2 separate regions of the Rattus norvegicus genome follow, and region 1 is linked to region 2. A link is a contact called in public Hi-C data. All regions are on one chromosome and are shown on one strand. The core of a region is the stretch at or near the end of the contact, and the rest is flanking DNA. Distances in the headings are between cores, read along the strand shown. Region 1 has its middle 25 kb from the start of Cipc. Region 2 has its middle 46 kb from the start of Lrrc74a.

What was found. A called contact is a pair of places that touch in the nucleus more often than the background predicts.
Region 1: a Hi-C map of the A7r5 cell line shows a contact between it and region 2, with 4 times the contacts expected there. The contact joins two enhancer-like sites. A contact is called at or near these places in 10 of 12 Hi-C or Micro-C datasets (the A7r5 cell line, the Rat2 cell line, Schwann cells and 6 more).

The regions. Positions count from the first base shown.
Region 1 is chr6:112,299,513-112,302,759 of GRCr8, forward strand. No RefSeq gene overlaps it. Among named protein-coding and RNA genes, the nearest start is that of Cipc, 25 kb to the right of the region's middle. Within about 2 kb of position 1,454, at least 14 of the 93 cell types and tissues checked have an H3K27ac peak or open chromatin away from gene starts, as enhancers often do. A contact at or near this core is called in the A7r5 cell line, where this site is marked.
Region 2 is chr6:112,161,293-112,164,333 of GRCr8, forward strand. No RefSeq gene overlaps it. Among named protein-coding and RNA genes, the nearest start is that of Lrrc74a, 46 kb to the left of the region's middle. Within about 2 kb of position 1,624, at least 48 of the 93 cell types and tissues checked have an H3K27ac peak or open chromatin away from gene starts, as enhancers often do. A contact at or near this core is called in the A7r5 cell line, where this site is marked.

The DNA.
Region 1 (3,247 bases), core at 204-2,703, 140 kb after region 2:
ACTCTGTGGCTGTCTTGCTGGCGCCCACCTGGAGCCCAGAGACACATGGCATGGTGTGGGACCCCTTCTCCACTGCCGAAGTGAATACTGGGCCCATTGTGGTGAAATAGTGTGGCAGATTTGCAGTCGCAGGTGCCTGCCCCTTGGCTGCTTGTGCAAGCAAAAGCAATACCTTAGGGCACAGCCATGCTGGTCCCTCCTGGAAGGCTTCAGGGAAAGAAAGGAGCTGTGGGAACTGGTACTTCAGAGCATCTATTCGGCATGTGGCTGGAGCCTGTCTTGGTCCACTTTTGCCTCTTAGTATACCTTCCCAAGGTGTAGGAACAACTCAGGCAGAGAAAGCACAGGCTGTAGGAGGTTGACTCTGGAGGATCTTGAGAAGTGAGTCCTGGCTTCTTCTCCTTAGGAGTACACTGCCTTGGCACCCTAGGACAGACTCCTCAGGATCAGATCAAGGCTGGATCATTCTGGGGGGAGCAAAGGTTTCCTGAAGCATTGCATGTTTAATGACGAGTCACCACGGAGATTATCATTCCCATCAATACAGAGCTGGTCAGAAGAGGCAGCTAGGATCTAGGAGACCTGCCTTGGGCCTGAAAGACTAGGATTCCAAGAAAGGAACAGTGGGCTTTTCGAGTCACTCAGGCCCCACGTTTAAATCAAATCCCTTAAGGTGTCAAGCTTGAGGTCCTGTCGTCCTAAGGCTTTTTACACAGGGCTGGATGGAGTTGGTACGGGACACTCTTTTTTAGCTCTGTTCCCAATTACCAGGTCACCTTGGCCAAGTCATTCCTCTCAACCCACAGCCCTTCTACCCACACAGTGTAGTGCCAAGACAGGTTTGAAAGGGTGTGGCTGAAGAATGCCCAGCTGCCTGCGAACAACATTTCTGCTCTACACCGGAGTCTGACGGTAAAGTTCCATGACCCAGTATAACCTGGTGTGGCTGCGGGGATATCAAAGTGTGATCCGTAGCGACACCTTGTGGACATAGTAGCTAACGGCATCGGTTTACGCAAACGCCTCAGGGTGACTTCCAGCTTCCTTCATTAAGGGGAGAGGAGCTGATTGCAATTAATCACATTCATCATCGTATGTGGGGAGCTGTCTTGGAGCTGGCAAAGAAAACCCCAAATCAGAAGAAAATCTCCCAGCCAGATCTCCCTGCTGTAAGCCTTCAGCCAGACACCTGTTTTGTTTAAATTTTCAAATACCGGCTTGATAGAAGAGTCTGGTGTAACGAAGGGAGGGTAGCAGTAATCACTACGTTAATAAAAATTTAACAGGCTGTTTACTCTTGCCACGGCTCTCACAGGCATCACCTCATTTCCCAACATCCCTGGGAGGTACTTATTCATGTCCCCAGTTTTCAGATGCAGGATGTGAGTGGTGTCTGGGAGGGGAAACTAGATTTCAAACCTAAGCAGCCTGATATCAGACTCCATTTTCTTCTTTGTTTTGTTCTGAGTCAGAGTCTTATCAGGCAACTCCGGCTGGCCTCAGACTCAGGATCTTCATGCCTCAGTCTCCTGTGTACTAGCACAATAGGCTCTGTGATAACACCCAGATGGCCCTAGTTCCCTCCCTCCTTCCCTCCCTCTCTTCCTCTCCCTCTCTCCATCCCCCTTTTTTTCTTTAAAAATATGGCTTCCTTTATGTGTGTAGGTGCTTTGTCTGTGTGTATGTCTGTGTACCACACACCAGCTTAGTGTCCACGGAGGCCAGAAGGAGTTGGATCATGGGGCTGGATGATTGTGAACCACCATGTGAGCATTGGGAATTAAACCTGGGTCCTCTGGAGAAGGAGCCTGTGTTCTTAAACACTGGTCTGTTCTAACCCCACTTTTCTCCCCCTTCTTTTCATTCTTTTTTCTTGAGAATAGGTTTCATGTTGCCCCAGAACTCGCTAAATAGCCAAAATGGATAACCCTGAAATTCTGATTCTTGTGCCTCTACCTCCCCAATACTTCTGGGATTATAGAGCTACCACATACAGTGTTTGTTTGTTTTGAGTTTGTTATTGTTGTTGTTGTTGTTGTTTTTCCTTGAGACAGGGCTTCTCTGTGTAGCCCTGGCTGTCCTGGAACTTACCCTGTAGACCAGGCTGGTCTTGAACTCAGAGATCCACCTACCTCTGCCTCCAGAGTGCTGAGACTAAAAGTGGGTGCCACCACTGCCTGGCTTCACATGATTTCCTATTCAGTGCTGAGGCTCAAACCCAGGGCCCTAGGGCAAATGTTTTATCAATTAAGCTACACCCCACACCCAAATGAACCTCCCATTCCCTCCTTCCTTCTTTGAAGCATTTTATTTACCTGTTTGTTATGCTTTTGAGACAAGGTCTCCCGTGGCCCAAGCTTTCTCAAACTTCAGCTCCTGACCTCCAGCTGCTGAACTGTACTCAGAGCTTCACCATGCTCAGCTGCACTTTTCTATTTTTTTTTTTTTTCATTTACAGGAATTAAACAAGCCTCGAACGTGGTAGACATGTGCTCTACCTCTGAGCCATATCGACACCCCGCCCCCCACCCTCCAATACCTTTTGGTTTTTCCTTTTCTGGATATTAAGCTCAGACCCTCGGGTGAGCTCCCACAGAGATGTAGACTCACCCCACCCTACTATGTGAGACAGGGTCTCACCATGTAGCCCTGGCTGGCCACGGTTGCTACATAGACTAGAACAGTTAGTTAAACTCAGAGTCTTTTTTTTTTTTTTCAAACAGCATCTCATGCTATATTTCTGTCTTCCCTGTCAACCCATCCACCCCGTGTTCATGGTAATCCCTCCAGGTTGCAGAAGATCCCACTTCCTGGCACACTGGTTTGAATTCCGTAGAGTGCTGACGTAAGGTTTTCTTTGGCAGTGAAGGTGGGGGCATGAAAGAGACTAGGCTTAGCCCAGGCTGGAGTCGCAGCTCCTTCCCTCTCACTGTTACTAGTCATGTGACCTCACAAGCCTCGTCTGCAGCAGGCTAGTATGTGGTTCTACCCTTCGCTTCACCACTGGGGTGTAGGAACACCAACGAGACACCGCATGGGTAGGTGAAGTGCCTGCCAGTGACTTTAGGCTACATTCCTTTCTTGCTGCTGGGGTGCCAGACTCGTGGGACACAGCGCTCAGGGGAGGCAAAATGCGGGGTGGGAATTCCTGAGCCTCACATTTTTGGCCTGCCAAATGCCTGCCAAACACCCCCAGCTTTCAAGGGTGTTGGGAAGACTAGAGAAGTCACTTCCTGCTGAGTGGCGT
Region 2 (3,041 bases), core at 374-2,873:
GTATGTGGTGCTTGTGCAGTTGTGTACATATACATCATCCATGTCCCGGGATCATGTGCATGTGTCACCCCTCAGGCCCAGCCACAGTGGGTGTTCTGATCTTCACGAAAGCTCTGTGAGACATGTGCAGCTACATACACATAAATAAATAAATCCACTAAACTGTGGTTTTAATCCCAGCACTCTGGAGGCAGAGGCAGGCAGGTCTCTGTGAGTTCAAAGGCAGCCTGGTTTACATAGCAAGTGAGGAATACATACTGTGACCATGTTTCAAAAGCAACAACAATAACAACAACTTAAGACAGACGTGGTGGCACATGCCTTCCATCCCTTAGGAGGCAGAAGCAGGCAGGTCACTGGGTTCAAGGCTAGCCTGGTCTACAGAGCAAGTTTCAGGACAGCCAGGGCTACATAAGAGAGACCCTGTTTCATAAATAAATAAATAAATAAATAAATAAATAAATAAATAAATAAGGACAGCCAGGGCTACATAAGAGAGACCCTGTTTCATAAATAAATAAATAAATAAATAAATAAATAAATAAATAAATGGTCGGTGAGATGGCTCAGCTGTTAAAGGCTAACCCCACAAAACCGAAGTCCATTCCCCAAGTCCATTCCCACATTTAAAACAAAATAACAACAAAACAAACAAAAACCAGACGCAGTATCACAAATCTGTAGTCCCAGCATTCCTATGACAGGACAGGAGAATCACCCAGAAGCCCTTAGGCCAGCTAGCCTACAGTACATAGTATGGTAGAAATAAGGAAGACCCTGCCTCAACAAGGCATAAAATTGTCTTCTGACTTCACCTGTACCTTGGGACACACACACACACACACACACACACACACACACACACACACGTTTAAAGACATGTATTTAATGTATAGTTACTTGTTTTATGAGTGCTCTATCTGCTTATACACCTGCACGCCAGAAGAGGGCATCGCATCCCATCACAGATGGTTGTGAGCCACCATGTGGTTGCTGGGAATTGAACTCAGGACCTCTGGAAGAGCAGTCAGTGCTCTCAACCACTGAGCTAAGCCATCTCTTCTCCCCCACCCCCCACTACTCTAAAGAATAAAAAAGAAGGACGGTGGTTGAGGACAATAGCTTATGTTGACGTCAGACCTCTACATGCTCATGCTCATACAAAGGCAAAGGAAAGGCAGCGAGAAAACGTTCCCCAAACTACCCAAGTGACTGCTGCTTTTGCCATATAAGTTCACACGTGTCACCTAGGAGCATGAGTGATCTGTACACTCCTGGCTTGTAGTTTAAATCGGGTCACACAGCTATCCAGCAGACCCACAGCACTGCTAAGAAAGAAGGATCAGAAAAGCATTGGACAAGCCCTGCACAAGCCCTGGCCAGTCGTGTCTGCTAGTATTTGGGGGAGATAGCCTGAAGCCATCTTCTGGAAACATCAAGCAGACCCCCAACTCCAAGTGGAACCTCAGAACATTCCTAGGATCCTGAGCTCCTGTCTCCCACAAAGATAAATGCCTGTTTTCTTGATGTAACCAGGGAAATGACCAAACTCTCATACTGGGTAGACACTTAACAAATGCTGATTCTTCTCTTGCTTTCAGAGACTGCTCACGTGACTGTTTCCAGCCCTCTCTTCCTGGGCAAACTCTTAGGATCTACAGAGGATGACTCAGTTCCAGGAATAAGCACAGAACCCCATTGTGTCATGACCACATAGTGGACAATGGATCCTTTTCCTCCGGGCTCTGGACTACCTTCGCCCAGCACTCTAGTAAGTCCGCAATTGTGGCAGACATGGGGAACTCTCCATTCCCTCTCGTCCCCTCAGGAGAACACAGAGGGAGCCAAGCAAAGCCTTGTTTACAGAGCCAGGCTTCAAGTTATCAGTACTGACCCTCAGGGGCCTCTAGCTTCTTGCCTTAGCTCTAGACCCTGAACAGCCTTCCAGGATCCTCCAAGCATGGCTGAAGAAACTGGGATCCTGGGAGGCGAGGCTTACCACAGGGATCTTTATATAGCTAAAAATGGAGGCACAGAAATGCTCGAGAGACTGGGTTACAAAGGGACACTGGAGACAAGGACTCACCTCTAAACCCTGCAGGACAATCTTGCTCCATCTACTTACCCCAAGATAGCCCAAAGTGCTTCTCCATCCCCACCACACTATACTCCTACGCTTCAGGAGAGTTTGGCTGTTCCACAGCCATCTGTACAGATTGGAGAGTTTGTCTCCAGCACAAAGGAATGGCTGAAGGTGACAAGACCAAACAGTGGCCCCCAAAGATGAGCATATGTCAATCCCTTACATATTCGCTGTGTTACCTATTATCAATGGCAAAGGGGACTCACTTGTGTGACAAAGTTAAGGATTTTTTTTTTTCCATGAGAAGATTGCTCTGCAATCCAGATGAGCCCTAATCACAAGAGTTCTTAGACAGGGAAGACAGGACAACGGTGGAAGGACACAGGACAAGGACAGACACGGAGACTGAACTGCGCACTCTGAAACGGAAGGAGGACTACAAACAGAAGAGTGCTGGCAATTCCTAGAAGCTCAACAAGCTGAGGGAATGGACTCTACTGGCTGTATGAACTCTGGCCTTTGACCTTTGAAACCTTGTAAGGCTGATTCTGAGCCAGATACACCTGGAGCTTAGCGGGCTTGCAGCAAGACAATCTTCAATTTGAGGTCAGCCTTGGCTACAAAGCCCTTGTCTCAAAAACAAACAAATACGCAAGACTCATTCAGATTCCATACTGTAAGAGTTCTAACATTTTTAGCCACTAAAGTAGAGGCTAAAAAGACAGGAGGTAACAGACAAAGGGGGGAAAAAGTCCAGGCAAGGATGTTGAGCTTCTGGTCCACCCCAAGTCCTGGAGATTTTTCCCTGGGCTCCTGACACAGCCCTGAGCTCTTTTCTCATCTCTCTACCCTTGCCCCAGCTCTAACTTCCTCTGGCAGCTTTACCTGAGCTAATCGGGGCTGATTAAACCCTTGCCGGGCAGCACAAGACATCTGCCCATATCTCTGGATTCTAGAA